2 separate regions of the Mus musculus genome follow, and region 2 is linked to region 1. The links are chromatin contacts, called in public Hi-C maps. All regions are on one chromosome and are shown on one strand. Each heading gives the region's core, a stretch centred on a gene start, on an enhancer-like site or on the middle of the called end of the contact. The rest is flanking DNA. Distances are from core to core; before and after follow the strand shown.

Region 1 (5,972 bases), core at 650-3,149:
ATCTTGTACCCAATTCTAAGGTCTGGGGATGGACCTGGGCCAGCCTCTGGCACTCATGAAGAGCCACAGCCAGGGGACTGTTCTCCCCGTGGGCCGCCAGCTCTACCTCTACCCTGTGCCCACCCTCTTTTTCTTCCAGTCTTGAGAAGCTTGTTGGTAACGCTCAGCAAAATGTTCCTCCTCCCAGGCTCTTCCTGAGTGCTCCTGAGAACCAGAGTCCCCTGTAGTAAGGCTGAGCACGCAGGCAGCGCTGTTCTAGGTGGTCTCAGGAGCACCCCACCACCGTTGATTCTGACCTCACATCTAGTTCAGTCGAGGACATGAACGTCTGGGTACTGAGCTGGGCAAGTGCTAAGGAACTCTGCATCGGCTTATCTAGTCTTTACCTGGGAGGACTGGGAGTGAGAAATGGAGACCGGAGAGGAGAAATGGTCGGGTCACACTGCCTTCTCCAGGCTGCAAAGCCCTGAGGCTGCAGCTACAAATCTAACCCAGGGAGGAGGGTGTGTGTGGTGGGGGAGGGGAGGAGACACATTGGCAACAATGACAGATGCCAATGAAAAATTTCCAACTTGCTCCCTGCAAAGCCACATGTGACTCAAGATACCTTCAATTTTGCCCCTCTGTTATATGATGGGAATTCAGTATATGATTTTATTTGGGTTAAAAAAAAATAGTTAAGGGTCTGAGAGGAGGTTCCACTATCTAAAACATCATGAGATAGCCAACCTCAACTCACGCCCAAGCAAAGCCAAGGCTCAGAAAGGGAATAAAGCTGCCCTAAGGCAAGGCTTTCCTTGGGGCACCCCAACCTGTTTCTCTTCCAGGGAAGCTCCATGTGAGGCCCCCTTTGGCCTTTCTTGCTGCAGCTTAGAATCCAGGTTGCTGTGCCTCCCGTTAGATCCCTTAAGCACTGTATACTCGGTGTCTACAGCTCCCAAAACTCAGGCTCCATGACCTTGTCTGCACTGTTAGGACATCTGTGTGGGGCAGCAGGTGCATCTGTATATATGAGCCTGCTCTGACCGGTCATGAGCAGTGACTACATTGGGATCACAGGCAGCAGTGCCAGGCCCTGAGTCACTGTTCCTGGTCAATGGAAAGAGCTCTATATTTAACATCAAAAGCCTCAAGCAGAGTCCCACTTCTGCTGCTCACCACTCTATGGCCTCGAACCGCCCACCCGACTTCTCTGAGTCTTTCCCCTGGGGGGGGGGTGAAGATGTTTCCCGTAAGGAGAGGGTATGGGTTCAAATGAGGTGACCAGTGTGAATGGTCTGAGCCTGCCAGTGTGGGTCACAGTCCCCCATGCCATAATCCTGTTGTAGGCTGTGGATGGTCCATGCTAGAAAGCGCTCAGTGTGTGTTTGCTAAAACCTCCATCTGCAAACATCTGCTGAGCTGCACATGGCTACAGGAAGACATGGGCTGGAGGAAATAAGCAATTTTCTCCAAATACATTTCCTGTGAGGCCCAAATGCTGGGAAGTGGGTTGGGGTGTCTAGGATGAGTAGCAGGATACAATGATGGCTTCTTCTCCAGGACCTCTCCGGGCAGCTAGGGAGAGCTCTGGCAGGAGGGCCTTACCCTGAGGTGCTGGGTCAAAGGCAAGCAAGGGTGTTCCAGGGAAGCAGGATCCTGGGAGCAAGTCCAGAGCCCATTCCCTTCAGCATCTTCATGGAGACAGGAAAGAAAGAACTGAAAATATGCTCATTAAATCTGCATCTGGCACCCGGCTTGGCAGGGTTGCCAAAATTCTGTAAGACTAGAATTAAATTAGCAAATTGGAAGTCGGATGATTTTAAGCAGGCATGATGGAATTCATCAGGGCCAGGTGGAAGCTGGTGGGGGAAGGGGACCAGGAAAGCCCACATCCCCGGGGGTTGGAAAGCCTGGCTGTGAACAGAAACAGAAGAGAAACGAGCCAGACATGATCCACACGACTGAGGTTCACCCTGGGCATGTGGGGTGACAGAGGGCCCATACTGCAAGGTGGGAGAGACAGGAGGCGTGGAAGGGGTGGCTAGATGACAGCCTTCTCTTCACAATGAAGAAAGGAGCCTTGAGGCTGTCTAGGTGAGAGGCAGATGGGTTCTCTGAACAAGTGGCTCTACGTGGGTGACACCGCAGGAGAGTGGCTGACACTGTTGTAATCGCCACTGAATACTTACTAAGTTTGGGAAAACACTAAGTGGAAATTCAGGGGTGGAGGAAGGACCAACCTCCATGGAGGAAAAAAGAAGACGGGGGAGATGTTCATGGGGCACTCACAAGGTGCTAGGCACCAGGTGTGATGCCCACCATGACTCAGCACCACACTAATCCTATACATCAGAGGTTTACTTCCTTTTCTTCTTTCTGTCTTTCTTTTTAACTGTCTTTACTTAAAATGCTCATGTTCCTGAGCACGGGAACTAATGCCTCTGATCCCAGCACTTGGGAAGTGAAGCCAGAAGGACTAGGCCTTCAGGGCTATCCTAGGCTACATAGAAATACAGAAGGCAGCTGGACCTGCATGAAGTTCTGTTGCAAAACAAAACAAATACATATTCAAGTCAGGCATAGTGGCTCACTCAAATAATCGCAGAATTTGGGAGGCAGAGGCAGGAGTACTATCATGATTTGAGGCCAGCCTAGGCTACAGATTGTATAAAGTGAAGCCCTACCACAAAAGAACCATAAATAAATAAACAAATAATATATAAATAAATAAGAACCAAAATAAATAAATTAAATTAAATAAATGTATGAACACACACACACACACACACACACACACACACACACAAAGAGAGTGGTATTATGAGGTTGACAGTGTCTCTTCCACCCTCTCAAATTCGACTCCTCTCTGAGGCAGCTTCCATGAGCACAGAAACCACTCTTCATGTGCAGGGCCACACTTAGTCTGCACTAACCTGAACATGTTCTGGGTTAGCACAGGATTGTACAGAACACATTGCATGGAAGCCTTCTTCTGGTGAGGAGTATACCCTGACTCTCCTTCCTGGCTGGCCCCAAAGGGACACATCTTTCTTTATAATGGATGCAAGACATCCCACACTACTATTTGAGCATAGCCTCAGCCAGGCACGAAGAGCCTTGTCAGTCCTCTGACACACAACATGCTACAGGAAAGGCCCTTACACACAGGTCTCTCTGGATCTGGGATTGGCCTGATTAAGCAAGTATGTCCTCTGAAAGCCTTCATTCACGACAATTGAGCCTTCCGAGTTCCCTAGGTCTTTGCAAGCATTTGATTTCTATGCATCACTATACATTTTTTTCCTTTTCCTTTTTTCTTTTTTTGGCCATTTTTAGGCAAAATAATCCCACTTAAACTCCCAGTCCCTTGGACTTAGTTCAAGTATCATGTGTTTAGGGGCCATTTTCACCTTGGGAGCTATCTGCTTATTTTTGCACGTGGCTGTTATTTTACTCTGTTATTGGAATTCTTTGCATGTGTGATAACGGTGAGCTTGCTGCTTCCTCTGTACTAGGCACTGTTCTAGGCTCTCCACCAAGGTCATAGCATGGAACTGGGGTCCTGTCAAGTGGTTGCATAGTCCTTGTTTATGGCCAAGAAAACAGAGGTTCAGAGACTCAGGTCACTTGATCAAGGCTAAAAATGGTCAGAAGTAGGGCAGGGCAGAGTCTGAGGGACAAGTTGAACCCATCCTTCCATTTGCAAATGAGTCGGTTCTCACGTCTTCCCATGGCCCCTGTAATCTAACCCATAAAGAAAGTCCCCCCGAAAATCCCCCTTTCTGTTATTGATCGCTTCCTCTATTGTGCACCATCTTTAAAAGAATGTACATCATATAAGCCGGGTAAGGAGGCTGAGCTTGAACTGCACAGGGACCCTGCCCCTTCTGGGACATTGATATGTCGGAGGAGGCAGGAGGTGGCAGAGTTTATCCACGGGAGTGAGAGCCAGATGGCCTGGGCAAGATTAGGACCAGCACATGGGGTGAAGCCATGCCCGGTGAGATATCACATCGTCAAATCACAGGCGTTCTCACCTGGCTCACGGTGCACACTGGGTGGTGGAGCCCTGGCCCTTAAGTGTAACTGACACACATACTCCTGTGTGTCTGAGTACCAGGAGAAAGCATGAGCAAGCCATGCTCACAAAGCTGCCTCGGGTCTGGACTGACATTTTTTTTTAGTGAGGTGATGTATTTATTTGTTTACTTAGCTCCTGAAACAACAACATCACACGTGGGTTTCTGGATCACAGAGCAGACACGAAGTTGTTCTATGAACCAGGCCATGGTTGCTGCAATGGGTGTGCACCGTACAGTCCTCAGTCCTCACGCTTCCCAGGGGCACAGCAACACGGAGGGGGAGGGAGTGTTTGCATGCCATTTGCCACTTTTCTTCTAAGAAAAAAGGAATTAAGTTAACAGAATCAGAAAATGTGAGAAGCTGGCAAGCTGAGCGAACAGGCAGAAACAAGTTTTAAAGTTACTGTGTGTTCACATGACACTTTTAGCTTTGACCTTAGATGACTTCAGCATTTCCCAGAATGCATCTCTGCAGATCTCCAGCCCACCTTCTTATATGCTTGCGTACATGGATGTGCACATGCACACACATATACCTTCTCTGATCAGTCAATCTTGGAAAGCTGCGCACGATACACTCCTGAACACAGTCTCACACTCACAACACGTACACACACCCTTTGATGGATTTTCAGCACACTTCCTACAACATAGGCACACCTAGGAGTCCTATGGTATAAGGACCTTTACATTTTACCCAAAGTATTCAGCTATGGTTTTTTTTTTTATTCCCTATGCACATTTATACATCCTAAGACACATGCTCTACAAACCTACCATGAGAAATGCTATACTCTACAAACCTACCATGAGAAATGCTGGCTTTTTCAATTTACAGGATTGGAGCTTGATTAAGCTGGCCTAGCATTCACAGAGCCCTGAGTTTGATCCCTAGCACTTGGCAAACTGAGCATGGTGGTACAGACTTATAATCCCAACACTCAGGAGGTAGAAGCAGAAAGATGGAAGTTCAGGGTCATCCTTGGCCAAACAGAGAGTGTAAGGCCAGCTGGAGCTTACATGAGACACTAGCTTAAAGACAAACAACCTATTTCAGTAACAAACCAAAGACCCCCATCTTAGCATGGGCATCCTCCCTTTCTGCTCTAAATATCATCTAGGAGAATGCAGATGGCTTCCTGTACACCCACACATCAATTGGCTCACTGATATCTCAGGGATACCCCACATGTCCACATGCCCAGGCAAAGGTATGTCCAGTGAGTGCAACCCAGAAAGGCTTAAGCAATGCGGTGGTTTAAATGAAAATGTCCCCCAAAGGCTCAGGAAGTGGTCCTATTAGGAGGTATGGTTCTGTTGGAGGAAGTGTGTCACTTGGGGGTAGGCTTTGAGGTTTCAGAAGCTCAACCCAAGCCTAATGGCTCACTTACACTTCTGGCTGCCTGCCAATCCAGATGTAGAACCCTCAGCTACTTCACTAACACCATGCTGCCTGCATGCCACCATGTTTCCTGCCATGATGATAATGGACTGACCCTCTGAGCCCATAAGCAAGCTCCAAATAAACGTTATCCTTTGTAAGAGTTGCCTTGGTCATGGTGCCTCTTCACAGCAGTATAAAGCTTGACTAAGACTAACTGTATGGACCAGCAGTTAGGAAGAGGTGGAAAATGGTCTGGGCTCAGTGGTTTTCAGCAGAAGGGTCCCAGAGACTCACCTAAGCCAAGTTGAGTGTTTGTGGATAGCAAATTAGGCCCTACCCTTGAAACTGCTACAACCCAGTCTCTTCCCTCCATTCCCAGGAAACCCTTCTCCAGGCCTAAGTGTTTTCCAACACCCAAGTGAACCAGAATACCTAGCCCCACCTTCTCTCCCTGCTTTCTGCTCCCTTCTGCTCCACTCTCAGATACTGCAAGTCCCTTACAGGACACAGCTCTGCCCTAACAC
Region 2 (6,873 bases), core at 1,997-4,496, 320 kb before region 1:
TAATGGGTGTTTCTTAGAGCATGGAAAGACTGACGCCAAAGGGAATTGTAGAGCGCTGGCCCTTTCTCTCCTCTGCTTTGGCTGCCTGGGTAGTGAGGCGACTGATTTTGCCCGGGCACACACACTCTTGCCCCAGGCCTAAAGCAGTGGAACTGATGGATCATGGGTCAGAACTTGCAGAACATTTTTCTGAAATAAATGTTTTCTCTTCATGAGTTGAGTACCTCAGGTTGTTTGTTATAGCCTCAGCAAGCTGTCTACTTGGCTCCCTTCTTCCCTCCTACAGGGTGACATGAAATTCATTTGGGTGTCAGGGCCCTCGCCTAGAACTCTTGAAGGAGGGGGAGGGTTGCTAAGTAGGAAGGCTTCAATCTCGTGATGCCTTACCTCCATGTTCCTCAGTTCCTTTAGAAATGTATCTCCTCCAAGAGGGGCTGGCCCAAGTGTCAAGTAAGACTGTGAGGACATTAGGACAGGATGCAGATCTGGTCGGGCTCTGCTGGGGACAACAGTGAATATGACATGTGCCACAAGTGTTCACAACAGGAAGAAGAGTGAGTGAATATGCCAAGTGCTGCCCCACTCAGAGACCTTGAGCATCTGCCTGGGTCTTAGATCAGGGTTACCTGCTGCTGACTTGGTTGGGCCCTGTGTCTGGGGTATCTTTAGTGGTTCTGGCCTGACCAGGTCGTGGTAATCAGAGTTGCCCCATAAGCTGCTCCGTCTAGCCAGGCCCTTGCAATCAGAACTCTCCAACCTGAAGTACCCAACTTGTCCTGCTTAGGATAGAGTCTTGTCCATGCCAGTCCAGCCCTCAGTGTGGGCTCACAAGCTTTTGGGGCAGGTCAGGTATCATGGCGCCAGTTTACAGATGAGAAGGGAGAATAAAGTGACTCACTAAGGCTCTTCAAAGAGGGTGTGTGTGGAGAACTAAGCTCACAGTTATGTCAGGCCAATTCCAAGACATCTGAGAGGGGGTGTATAAAGGCATAGCAGGGGCTGGAAACTTCAGGGAGAAATGGAAACACATACAAGCAGGACCTGAGTCCTCCTTTCCTGAGGACACTTCTGACCTCCAACCCCAGATCTGTCAGCCTGTCAATGAGAAGGTTCTGTGCGCTCTGATGGATAAAACCAGAGGGTTTTAAATCACAGGCCCAGAGCAAGGTGGACCCTGAGGCTTTCTGCTTTGGTCCACATCCATCAGTAAGCACTCAAGGATATAATTCCAGGCAACACCCTGGGCGCTGTGTGTGTGTAAAGGAGACTCCAGCATGTGCACATATCCTGCTTCTCTAGGACTTGGTCTGGTGGGCTTTTCTACTTTGTCACAACTGACATTTCAGGCGAGGTAATCCTTGAGGGATGCTGTGCAGCATAAGAGATGTTTAGCATCTCTGGCATTTGCTATCTCTGGATAGTCACATCCTCCAGAGGTGGCAACCAAAGCTGTCTCCAGACATTGCCAAATGTCCCCTGGAAGCAAAACTCCCCTGGGGCACACATGCTAACATAGTTTGCTGGGAGCTGCATCAGAGACTAGTCCATAGAGGACAGTGCGTGAGAAGGGTAAAATTAGCCCCTCAAAATTGGCCAGTGGAGATAGAGTTCACTTGCCTGAGAAGCTGGGATTCAGTCCTAGACTCTCTATACCTGGCCCAAGTGCTGCCCTGCCCACACCTCCCCACTTCTCTCCAAGTCCACCCACTGCCCTCAGCTCCCCCAGGAGGACAGATTCTGCTCTGGGAAGCCAGCCCTGGTGCTTTGAGCAGCTGGTCTCCTCAGCCCCGGACTGGTCTCTTAGCCTGCCATAGAGTTGGTGCCTAATAAGCTTTCACGCATGTTAGGAAAGGCTCTGTCTGTCCCCTGAGATGGCCCTCTGAAAGCCGACTGGGTGGCCACTTAAGTGCTGTGCTTATGCGAAGAACAATACTTCAGCAGAGTGCTTTGGCGTAAGTGCTTCCAGGTCCCCCACTCCACAGAAGCTGCAGCGTGGGAAGGAGATGGCTCTGCAGCGGCTGAGCCTACAGACTGGGCTCTTAGCAATACCCGGACCAGCTGTGGGCCCCCCTCCAGCCCTTGAGCCTGCGGGCGATGCTTCCACTTCATTATCTACAGGGGTGAGGGGCACTGCCATGCCTTCCCTTGTCTCCTAGTGCCCAAGGGACCAGTGAATGCTCAAAGGCAGGGGTTTCTCAAATGAAGCATTTGCATGTTAACTGTTTTCTGAGTTTCCAAGGGCAGTCTGTGGGGTAGGTCAGCGTTCTGTTTTTACTTTCTTTTTAGAATGACTACTTGAATAGTCATCCACACACTTAATGAGAGTTACTCTGTGCTCAGAACTCAGCAACGGGCAGACTGAATGCAGGCAGGACGGAGACAAAAGTACATTCAGAACAATGCTAAGGCTGAGAAAGCCGGGCAGGTGCTGAGCTTCAGGTAGGGAAGACCTCTCTCCAGAAGGTGACATTTAATTAAAACCCTGAAGGCAATCGGAGGGAGGGTTGCACAGAAGGTACTGCAGGCAGAGGCCAAAGCAAAAACTACCCCTAGGGTCCAGAAGAGTGGTGAGGTGGCCGGTAGCAGTTGGGGGTATAGATGAGGGACAGTGGGTGGGAAGGGAGGATGGGGGTGGGAAAGATAAAGGTCAGGGAGGGGAGAGGAGGGAAGGGGAGGGAGGGAGGCAAGAACTTTGGCTCTTGTCCTAGACTGGTGGGGGAGGGGCAGATGGCCCCAGTGGTTGCTTGAAAGTGAGTCACATGCTTGCTTTCAAATTTTATTCAGAACACAGAAGGAAGTTGATCCCACTTTGCTACTTTTCTGGAACTTTCTCCTGGTCAGCAACTGGAGTCACACAGCCAAGTCCTTGATGAAGCCAGGCCCTGGTTTGTCCCCTGCGGTTTCCATCAGGCCTTTCCCACCCACAGCTTACTCCAGTCCACTCCAAATCTTCATGGAAACAAGCAGAGAACATTTCCCAGTGATTTAAAAGGACTTCTGTGCCACCAAAGAGTATCGTTTACTCTTACTTTAATGGGTGAATGTCCCTCTACCCAGATGTCCTTGGAACACGGAGACAAAAAGAAGAGCTTGCTAGATCAGAAGGCCTGAGATCTGGTCTGGATTATGTCGTGTTGTTGCTGTCTGATTTTCCACTTTCCCCGTTTTGAATTTTCTTAACTGCCCAGAAGTCAGATGGAGCCAACCCTGCCTGCTACTTCCTTCCTTGTACCTTCATGCTACAGTGGAAGCCAAGGGCCCCTAGGTGGCGCACCTTCCTAGGCTCAGTCTCCCATGAGCAACTGCTAAAGGAGGCTAGAAGATTTGGGGGAAATGGAGGGGCAAAGATGATCCAGAGAGTGGATCTAATGGGAGACTGAGGCAAAAACCCTAAGCTAGAGACCCTTTCTGCACCTGCCCTGGGCCCTGAGGGAGTTGGTGGCACAGAGCACCTCTGTCACTATGGCTATCAGGTTCTGCTGTGGGCTATAGCCCTTACAGGCAAGGTGAATGTCTTGGGATAGATATGAGACAGTACTTATTCTCGCTCATAGATGAAGATGCTGAAGACAGATGTGCTTGCCTGGTCACCTGGGGAGCCAAAGACACAGTGGCTGTCTAGCTGGCCTCTGCTGAGGAAGGGCTCCATAGCAGGGAGGGCCTTGAGCTCAAAGTGTGGGGTAGCATCCCTTGATTTGTCCATTTCTCTTAGCTGGCAGCCTTCCCTCCACCCTACATCTCTTCTTAGGCTTACTCTCTTTCCTTCACAGCTGTAGCTATTCTCAGGAAATCCTAGGAGAGGAGTTGTTAGCTCCTCTTAGGCAGAGCTGTGTCTCAGGGCAGTTTTAGGACACGGGGTGAGGGTCAGGAGACTTTGGGTGGTGCTTGCTCCCTCTGGCTTTCTTCTCCTTATAGATAAGGGAGAGTGCGGAAGGAGGGAGTTGGGCTAGATACTGCCAAGGTCACTGTCTAGTTTGAACCTTCTGAGTTGTCCTTGAAACTCCCCTATGTCCATCAGCAAGCAGCAGAAGGCAGGCAGGGCTCTGCTTCACTCACTTAAGAGGGATGGGGGTGTGGAATAGGTGCTGTGTCATCCTGTTTATGACATCTGGCTTGGCACAGATGACAGGCTGCCGCAGAAGCCAGAGTCCTCCTCTCTGAACTTCCACAATGACCACCTATTTAGGGAGATGCAAACCTACCTCTGCAGAGGAAGCCATGTAAGGCTTGCATGGGCCAACAGGAAAGAAGCCCTCCCCTCTGTGTCCCTGCAGGTGTCCCTCTTTGGTTCCATTGCTAACCCTCTGACCCTCTGACCTTGGGATTCTTCCAAAATCAAACCCTAAGGAAGGAAACAGTTGCCACTGAAGAAATTCAGAGAACAGTGCTAGAGGAAAAAGATGTGAGGGGAAAGGAAAGAGTAGCCGCTTCTCTTCAGTCAGCCATGTGCTAGCTACTCTACTGTCCTCTCTGTAGAGTAACTCATAGCTTGCTGTCAACCACAGATGAACTTCTGTGCTCTCTGAAGATGAGTCTCAGAGGACCACATTGTGCAACTGTGAGTGTTCCATAGACCACTCTTGTCCCTGTAGAACACAAGAGCCAGGGAGGCATAACAGGGCGTGGGCCAAGATAGCTAACTGATTGTGGCAACTCACTCTTCACAGATTCTAAATTATAATCAAATTTATGTCTGATTCCATTCTCAGATTAGGTAACAGTCAAGTGGGGAAACTGAGGCTCACACAAACCCAGGGACTTGCTTACGTGTGATCACATAGTACCTTGGTTGGCTTTGAAGCAAATCTTTGATCCCAAAGTCTAGGCAGTCCATAGAGAAAGCTACTTCTTTGACAAGTTAGGTTTGTCTTGCATTCATTTCTTCATCTTGTAGCAGTGAGGGGTTAAAGATTAGGTCAGTGGTTCCCAACCTTCCTTCCATTGCAACTCTTTAATTCAGTTCATGTTGTGGTGACCCACAACCATAAAATTATGTAGTTGTTACGTCATAACTGTAATTTTGCTAGTGTTGTGACTAGTGGTGCAGATATCTGATATGTAGACTATCTGATAGTGACCTCTGTGGGGGTGACGATGCACAGGTGGAGAGCCATGGGTGAGCTGCATCAGTAACCAGAGGTTCCCAGACCTTCTTACTGAGAAATGGGGAGTGACATGCAGTGAAACCAGAGAATCAGTAATTTGAGATTTTTTTTCTCAAGTTTACTAAAAAGAACATTTTGTGGACTGGGTATGTAGCTCAATTGGTGGCGTGCTTGCTTATCATTCGATAAGACTTGGGTTCAATCCCCAGCTAGGCCTGGTGATGCATATCTATAATCCTAGCACTTTGGAGCTGGGAGTTGAAGAATCAAAAGCTCAAGGTCATCTTTGGCTGTGTAGCAAGTTTGAAGCCAGCCTGGGCTACATGAAATATTGTCTCAAAAGAGAATATTTTACCTTCCAAAATGTAGAAGGATCTACTTTTAGCATAAAGTGGAGAGAGGAAACCAATGATATCTAAGAAAGGAATTCCTCTTTTCTAAGTATGCCTAACATAACACCTTGATGAGCCATTGTGTTTGTAGCAAACACTTGATACCTAGGCCTGGCTGAAGTGAGCAAGAGACAGACAGAACCAGAATAATTCCTTTAACAGACTTAATTTGTAGCAGGGGACTTGGAAGGATGAGCGGGTAGGTAATTTGGAAACAGAAGTGCTAGAGACCCAAAGACAATTTGCAAAGGTCCTCAGGTGGAAGGCAGAGAATGACCCAAGGATTTTTAGGGGGAATAATGGCCAGTAGCTAGCTTTGATTGGCAGGTGTCTTTTCCAGCACCTGCTAATACAGAGGATGTCTCTGGGTGCAGCATTGACTGTGAAAATTGTTAGACCTCACTTTGAGACCCAGCTTTGTCACTTGGAGGTCATAAGCACTGTACAAGGTCTGATTTCCTTTTCTGTGGAACAGATCTGATCTTCCTGGTGGGAGGTTGACAGAGGAAATGGGTGGGATGGAGGACCCAGTACAGCACCCAGTGTTCAAACCCTCAGTAAACAGCTACTCAGCACAGTACCTAGTGCTCAAACCCTCGGTAAACAGCTACCCAGCATAGCACCTAGTAAGTGCTCAAACCCTCAGTAAACAGCTACTCAGCATAATACCTAGTTAGTGCTCAAACTCTCAGGAAAACAGCTATTCAGTTGCTGCTTAGGATTAGACAGAGTTGTTTGGATATTCACTGTGGCAAGCATGTAGGAGGGTTTTGTTTGAAGAGGGGGTAAGTTTTGTTGCTGTTAAATCCAGCATAGGATCTGACAGTAAATCATCTGGAAGAGGGGGTGCATTAAAATCTCCAACCTTAGCCCTTCCTCAAGGCCGAATGCTGTCTGTGCCCGATAATCTGCCCTCTTGGAAATGACAGCCTCTCCTTCTAGGGCTCAGCCCAGAGGGCAGGACTCCAGACAAGGACAGGCTGAGGACTGAGGGGAGAGACGAGAGTGAGGGAGTAGGAGGAGATAGGAGGAGGGAGAAAGAGTGCTTTCAGAGACTGACAGTCATTCACAAAGACACAGGGAGTGTGCTTGTGCCTGTTTGCATGTGAACGTGACTGTGGAATCACATGTGTGCATCAGGTAGCAGGTGCATGCGGGTGTGTGTGTGGAGGTGGCTGGGGGTGGGTGTGTCAGTGTATGAATGAGTATGAAAACTGCCAGCGTTTCAACATCCCAGTGCATGAGTGCATGTGAGTATATGGTATATGCATGCATGTGCATGCACACATGAAAGTGCATGCATGTGTGTGTAAGTGTGTGTGTGTGTGTGTGTGAAGTTCATAAGCACATGTGTCTTGTCTGGGCTTGTGTGTGAG

What was found. Hi-C and Micro-C count contacts between places; a contact is called where the count stands out from the background.
Region 2: a Hi-C map of cerebral cortex shows a contact between it and region 1, with 2.8 times the contacts expected there. The contact joins two enhancer-like sites.

What each region holds. Positions count from the first base shown.
Region 1 is chr4:120,041,143-120,047,114 of GRCm38.p6, reverse strand. All of the region lies in intron 2 of Hivep3 (human immunodeficiency virus type I enhancer binding protein 3), which reads right to left. Among named protein-coding and RNA genes, the nearest start is that of Gm38632, 11 kb to the right of the region's middle. Within about 2 kb of position 1,899, at least 35 of the 459 cell types and tissues checked have an H3K27ac peak or open chromatin away from gene starts, as enhancers often do. A contact at or near this core is called in cerebral cortex, where this site is marked.
Region 2 is chr4:120,365,249-120,372,121 of GRCm38.p6, reverse strand. The region is part of intron 3 of Gm36574 (a long non-coding RNA gene); the gene reads left to right. Among named protein-coding and RNA genes, the nearest start is that of Gm36574, 28 kb to the left of the region's middle. Within about 2 kb of position 3,246, at least 72 of the 459 cell types and tissues checked have an H3K27ac peak or open chromatin away from gene starts, as enhancers often do. A contact at or near this core is called in cerebral cortex, where this site is marked.